Linked DNA regions of Zea mays: region 2 is linked to region 1. The links are chromatin contacts, called in public Hi-C maps. All regions are on one chromosome and are shown on one strand. The core of a region is the stretch at or near the end of the contact, and the rest is flanking DNA. Distances in the headings are between cores, read along the strand shown. Region 1 holds the start of LOC100277976. Region 2 holds the start of LOC100283704 (lysM domain containing protein).

What was found. A called contact is a pair of places that touch in the nucleus more often than the background predicts.
Region 2: a contact with region 1 is called in a Hi-C map of leaf, with 5 times the contacts expected there. The contact joins the promoter of LOC100283704 here to the promoter of LOC100277976 in region 1. A contact is called at or near these places in 3 of 25 Hi-C or Micro-C datasets (ear, leaf and tassel).

Annotation. Positions count from the first base shown.
Region 1 is chr5:27,384,555-27,388,229 of Zm-B73-REFERENCE-NAM-5.0, forward strand. LOC100277976 reads right to left here and starts at 1,403. Exons shown (of 2, transcript NM_001151405.3): 1 at 902-1,403; 2 at 269-754. The coding sequence starts at 1,160. The coding sequence ends at 561.
Region 2 is chr5:27,690,826-27,694,573 of Zm-B73-REFERENCE-NAM-5.0, forward strand. It overlaps LOC100283704 (lysM domain containing protein), which reads right to left and starts at 2,439. Exons shown (of 3, transcript NM_001156603.2): 1 at 1,942-2,439; 2 at 1,614-1,750; 3 at 1-132. The coding sequence starts at 2,199.

The sequences.
Region 1 (3,675 bases), core at 153-2,652:
TGTACAAAAGAAACCAAAGGTAAAACACTTTTAGGTCTCCTTTAAAATGTAGAAATTTCAGAAGAACCATATAAAAATTTCGTAGAAATCAGCTTATTTTATAGAAAAAAAGATAGGAAATGGAAAGAAAAAAATCCCCGTCGGAACTTGGTAAACTGATACCTAAATTTTCAAAATCCACCTTCGGTAGAACTTTTTAAAAGCGGGAAGATGCTCTTTGCCGAACATTTAGATGGTATCGGCTGAAATTATTTAAACCAATCCCCAACTGATATGAACACTGTTCGAGTGAGTGAGGCATATAACTGGCTTTACTGTTTGCGCAGTTCAGCTTAATCCGTGATTCCGTGTACAAGGGCAGCTGTACTTACATAGGTCTGTGTAATCTTGAAGAGCCAACTTTTTGTCCAAGAACATTATGATTCTCACTTTCCAATACTAAAAAAAAGGGGTTCTGGGTTCTCGATCGATCAAAGTTGTTTTATTTTTTGGTTTCCCTTTCCATCGCCAGAGTTTTTCTTTCCTCCTGCTCTCGTTTCTTTCTCCACCCCCGCATCCCGTCAGTGAATCCAAGCGGCAAGCAAGCTCTGCTTGAAGGCGCGGATCCTCTCCAGGCACCGTTGGGCGCGCTCGATGGCCGTGTCTGCCGTGTCCTTTGTCCCTCCCGGCGGCTGCGTACTCGCCCACCGTCTCCGCTTCCCCTCCTCCCGCTCCCGCATGCTGCCACGCGGCTTTCTCTTCCGGGTCGACGACTCTGCACAAGTTCCTCGCAAGGTGAGTGAGTGAGCGGCTGATGGTGATGGCTGGATCATGCATGCGCTGGCCCCGTGGCAGGGAACGAGACAGGAAGGGTGCATGACATGGCATGGAGCGGACAGCGGAAGGCACGTGCAGGACGAACCTTGAGTGCACACGGGCACCGTGGTCGAAGGAGCAGCAGCAGGCTGGGACGAGGCGGCCGGAGTGGGATCAATGACGGCGCCGGCGCCGGCGCGCGGTGAGACGAGCGGGAACGCTGCCTCGTCCAAGCCGGGGTCGGCCACGAGGCGCTCGAGCTCGGCCTTGAGCGGGGCGAAGCGGCCCGGGTGCGCCGCCTCCAGCTTCGCCAGCTCCTCGCCCGCCACCTCCGCCATCCACGCCCAGCGGCCCGCCGATGCCATCTCCCTCGGCGCGCGAGGCGCAGAGGCAGAGGCAGCGGCAGGCAACAACAGGTACCTAGAGACGGGAGTGACTGGGTAGCAGTGGTTCCTGGAGACGTCGTCGCGAATGCGCAGCTACCGCGAATCCACGCCAAGTCGCCAAGCGCGGTGCAGGAGGAAAATCGGATGCGTGGGACGAACTTGGATCGAAGCGATTTCGATTGACGCGGACCGCCGATGGCGGTGACTGGCACTGATTGTTTTGATTTGGCACGAGCTCGACTTGACCAGTCGACCCTGACCGCGCGGCCTGAGGCCTGTGGCCTGCTGCAGGGCAATGGGCCGAGCGCACGGCCGGCACGGGCCACGGGGCGAGTGGAAGTTGGAACGCGCGCGGGTCTTGTCGGGCGCGGCGCCCGCTCGCGCAGGGTGTAGTGCGCAGCTCAGCACCTCTCATCGGGCCTCGCTTCCCGGCTTCCCCCGGCTTTTCGAGTCCTGCTCTGCGTGCAGCGTCCTGTTGCTCTTTCCGATGTGAGTACTAGTACTACTGTACTACTAATTGCTTCTGCCACAGGAGGCCAGCAGTCTTTCTATCCTAGTTTTTATGTCACTCTTTATTTTAAACTTTAAAAATAATGAAATAATGTTTTGAGATATTTTAAACTTTACTGTAATTAGTGGGTGCAAAATACTCCGGTTGTTTTGGAGTCGCTGAAGATAGCGTAAGCCTAGTCCGAATTGCCCTACTCTACCAGCACTGCGGGCGAGTCCGGCCCGACCACAAACTCCAGACATGGCTCAATCCCGTTATGTTCAGCTTGGAACCACTAGCGTTTGTTGAAAAAGCAGTTTATATGAGAAACCGGTGAAAAAAATACATTCTACTTAAGCCTCCTTTGGAACCCAGGAATTTTATAGGAATGATATAGAAATTTCATATGAGTTAGTTCAAAAACACAGGAAAAACACAAGATTAATAAAATAATCTTTTGTTCCAAAGGACTTATTGTTTGTTTTTAGTTCATTTTGGTAAACAACTAAACTGATAAGCTGCGGCAGAAACATCCTGTTTGGTACAACTCCTGCTTAAATCTGTGAAAAGGCTGTGAAATAAGTTGTGTCAAATAGGACCATACTCCCACCTATCCGCTCTCACTTCGGCAAATCCTGACGTTCATGTCTCGCTTTATGAGACACTATCTTCCTACAAATCATAATAATCAATCCTCATTTGCTCCCACCTCTAGCTGTGGCGTTGCTCTTGCTTCTCTTGATGTCGTCTAACATTTTTGTCGTCTCTCTCGTTGTTCTCCTCGTTTTTATGACCTCTTCGTTGTTGGATATCCCACGTATGAGCTGCTCCTGCTCCTCCAGGCCACGTGATCCTCCCTCCTCAAAACCCTAATAACATTCTACCTCGTCTCTCTCTCCCATGTCTCTCTGCATCTCGCTCTTGCGTCTCTCTTCTCTGTATAATATGATCGTCACATCGCTTGTGTCATCCCATCTTCAGTGACCTTCATTATTAGCTCTTGTAGATCTTCTCGTGTCCTTCTCACCTTTCCTACTCTTGTTTCATCTCGATATTGTTCGATGTCTGTCATCGACCTTTCTCATTGTTCCTTGTCCATCGAGGCAAGTCTCTAGCCGCCAAGCATCTTCATCTTCGTATCTCTAGCTTCGAGCTTCGAATGTGTAGGTTTGTAACATGAATCCTAACCCTAGATCTCTTTGATTTGTAACATCAACCCTAATTCTATCTTGTTTTGTGTCTAAGATTGGTTACATGTCATCGTCTAATGCTAGGTGCGTTCTGTTGGTGCCACACGTGCCATTGATGGAAAGTGTCGAGTGGGAGGAGAAAACGACATTCGAGATGGCAATGGTCGAAGACAATGTTGGCTGCCCTATAGAACCATCAACAGAGATCTCATGCAGTAAGGCTGACCCTTGATAACATCGACGACATGGGGGACACTACTGTTGCCTTGTTTGGTAGAAGTGTTGCTCCAATCAACTTGGATGCAGTGGTGCTTAGTGATGCCATAGACTAATGATAGTGAATCACTCCCACCTTTGTTAAGCGTTCCTATTGGGGGCCTATATTGTAGAAAATCCTAAAAACCCTTCATCTCCAAATTGAGAAAGTGTGTTTCAGGTATAATATAAAGAACGGACAAAGCCAACCTTCGTAAGAAGCAACTAGCGAACCAGAAAGGAAAAGCCATGGAGTTTCGCCTGTGTATAAGCATAGCGAAGGTATGTACCAAATCAAGCAACTTCAGCGTCGAAGGAATTCATGTACGAAGCAAAGGAGAAGAGGACTCAGATGACTTGTTTAGCACAAAAGGAGAAGGAAAGATGACATTGCCCTTGTAACACTTGTGAACAATGTGTGTAAAATTCATGGGCATACTTGTAATTTTATATGAAGTTGTACCTCTCCCCAATAAATAGAGGAACAGTGTCATGCATAAATTCATCTTTCGAGAGCTCAAAGCTTCATTTCGCTCAGCCTTCGAAGATACTTTCAAGC
Region 2 (3,748 bases), core at 1,189-3,688, 310 kb after region 1:
TGATCTCTCTTTGGAGGTGGTTCAAGGCCATAGTATCCCTGCAGAAGACTCATAGCTGGCGAAACTTTGGAATTTGGTGTTTTCAATATTGATTCCAAGATATCATCATGAATGCGACGTGGAGTACATTCCCTGAAACGATAATATCATTATGTCATGTAAAGTGTACCATAGAAATAGCAAAAATGGCCCTATCTGGAGAAGACTTTATACAATGTAATTAACTATAACTGTTGTGGAAAACCTTGACTCGACAAGATATAAAGAAGCACTTGCTGCAATAGTAACTAGAAAGGCTAAGATTTTGTGGTGCATAATGACTGAAAACACTGCCACTGTATTCACCCAAAATGTCTCACAAATGTCAAATGTCTGAAGTGCATCTAACTCTGTGAGATTATTTTAGATAGGTACAGATCATAAATGCTTCAATGCTTGAAGATTACCACAGGCACATAAGCAGAAGCCAAATAAGATGTATTTGCATAGTGGTTCACATGAACCGTTAGCTCCTATAGTGCTCTTCACATGTGACTTATGTCCATAGCTAATACTGCAGTCACGTGAAGACAGCTTAAAATAGCCAATATAAATATGATACACCGTCTCAGATATGCCACATGAACGTTCGTTCATACTGTCAGACCCAAAATATCAAGTTATATGCCCACTCAATTGATTAGCGGCATGTCACTAAAAGAAAATTGTGGCTACAGAAAGATCCAAGGACTTAAGATTCCTTCGGTTAAAGGGTGTAACGATTGCTGACAGCTCCAACACAAGGTTATTGTGCATATTTATTTTGTTAAAATCAATTTTTCCATAACAAATCAAATCAAACTTCAGTGTGTGGGGTTGGCAGGTAGCAAACAGGCCAAATCATCTGGATAGTACAGAATACCAAAACAACTCAAATAACTCTACAGGGACTGAAAAAACACTTCTAAAATATTAAATGTATACAAGGGAATAGCTGAAGAACAATTGCTGCTTGCATTGAACGCAGAAACAGGACACGACAAAAGCTAATTACTCTAGCTGCATGTTTAGATTGCAGCAAACATGGCAAGCCGTTTTTAAAATTTTATACATCTAGAGTAATGTATTACTACCACATCAATAATTCGAAACCTTTTGGGGCTTGCAAATATGGGAGGACTTCATAACTTATTTTCAGTTTAGCTTCTCTCTCCAATAACAGATCTCAAAGCAACCTCAATAATTGATGTGATAGGTGAACGTTCCCGTGATTGTAGACAGTTTTTTTTTTTTGCAACAACCATGCGGTTCAAACTTGAAATGGTAAGAAACATTTTGCATGAGACTATAAGGCTAAGCTCCCTTTTCGGTTGCTATTTCAAGTTGCATTACAGACTTCAGTTTGACGTCGCAATAGTTGAAGGCATGTATTCAGCAAAATTGCACTATTGTCCTAGCCTGACCTTGACCTTGACATGCATATCCTGATTGAACTTTCTATTGACTCTTAAATAACTAGTGGTTATCACTTCACACAAAAAAAATGCTTGATCAGAAACACACAACATGAGACACACTGGTAGCATGGTTATGTAGCATCATGCTGATGTACAGTACAATTTCAGTCTAGCTACCTGTCGTCACTCTCATATGAACCATTCTGCTGGTAAGACGACGGAGGGTGCCTCCCTGGGAGTGGAATCCGCAGTGTCTTGTGTGCAAACATCTGGAGATCAGTTGAGAGGCCGTTCAGCCTCTTAATGTCGGCTACCTACACAATCCGAGTACACCAACCATTCCAAAATCAGTTCACCAAAAATACAAAATAGAAAGGAGTTCCACGCAGAACAGCTACCAAGTTAAAGAATGGTGTTGTTGTATATACCATCTGATACTCCAACGTAATATTAAAACCAGAGACCCTACATAATACACAGCAGCACATCACTCCCGTCGCATTACCTCGACACCATACTTGATGGCGACGCCCGCTAGGGTGTCCAGCTTGCGCACCCGGTGTAGCATGTACTGCCCGCACGATGACATCGCCGCCGCCGGCGACGACGCCGACGGGGACGAGGACTGCGAGGGGGACTGTTCGACGGCTACGGTGGCCGCAGCGCCCACCTCCTCGATCTCGCCGAGGCCGCGGGCCCCGCCGTCCAAGGACCCATTGGTGCGCGGGAAGGCCGGGTCCTTGGGCAAATGGGGGCGGATCATGACATCCGGAAGCGCGGAGGGGGGAGATCTAAGCGCGGAGGGCGCAGATTCGGGGGCGGCGCCCCGTGGAATCGCCGTCGGTGCCGGCGGCTGGGGGTGCAGAATAGGAGATAGTGCGAGGAATCGACGAGGAGAGAGGAAGGGAAGGGTGGGAGGGGAGGGGAGGGGAGAGGGGAGCTCTCACAGGTTTGGTTCCTTTGACGCGGCTCGGGGAAGAAGGAAGAAGGGGACGCTAGAAACGTGGCGCACGGGAAGTACCATGCGCTTCGACGTTTTTAATTGCGTCGTCATAAATAAAATATTGAAAATGAATCTCGATTTCTATCTATTTGAAAAATGAAGGTTTTGCCCCATTGGTTTTGAAATGGTCTTTTTATCTTAAAGAAAACCACTGTACTACTAAACTGCACCGCAGCATTAGATAGTTTTTTTAAAAAAATAGTTATTATTTTGCATTTTTTGTTCTATTACGGTGAAGTTCCCCCTCTTTGTTCCAAACTACAAAAGTTTAGTGACTAAACTCACTTAGGACCTATTTGTTTCAGCTTATAGATTATATAATCTAGATTATAATCTAAATTATATAATCCAGATTATAATCTGGATATATTATAATCTATACGTAGTTGTTTGGTAGTTTAGATTATACAAATGTAGATTATTCACAAAGACAACAATACCCTTATTGTTTATTTGAGGTGAGAAAAGAAGGATGACATATATTGTGATTTCTATTTACATTACCATGGGTAGTGGGTCTTTTGCCAAAATAATCTCAAATAAGCTAGTCTTGAAAAGATTATGATAATCTGAAGTTTAGATTATATAATCTGAACTCATAATCTATGTGTTTGTTTAACTATTAGATTATTTGTGCTGGATTATATAATCTGGAGAGATTATAATCTGAAACAAACAGTGCCTTAGTCACTAAACTACAAATAGAGAGACTAAAGGCCTTCTAAAATTTAGTTCTTTAGTCACTAAAACAGTGAGTAAAGTAGCACTTTTACTGGATTTGCCCTTTCTTCACCCTCTCTCTCCTTACATTTTGCTTCTTGCCTTGAAGTAGGGGTAATACAGTCTTTGTGCATAGTAATTAATGATTTTAGTCACTTTTACGTGTGTACTTGAAATGAAACCACATTATGTCATATTGATCGATGTTCGTCAATATTAATAAAATAAAGCAAGTACTGGTCGCGCGGGCTAGCCCTACCACGCCAATCACCTAGCCGCTAATAAGGATTTAAATCTTGATTATTGGCTTCACATTCATATTCACCTAACCAATAACCACCTAACCAATAACCAATAGAACACACATTTTTGTCTTATTAAAATAAAGTCGACTTATATAGTAGAAACTGCAGCAATGCATGGCTGACTAGTAAAAATTTAAAATAGAGCGCTTGAGTAAGAAAAGGGCAATGTTAAACAAAACTTCTATATATTAATAGGATATTTGGTTTGAGCAATGCATGGCTGACTAGTAAAAATTTAAAATAGAGCGCTTGAGTAAGAAAAGGGCAATGTTAAACAAAACTTC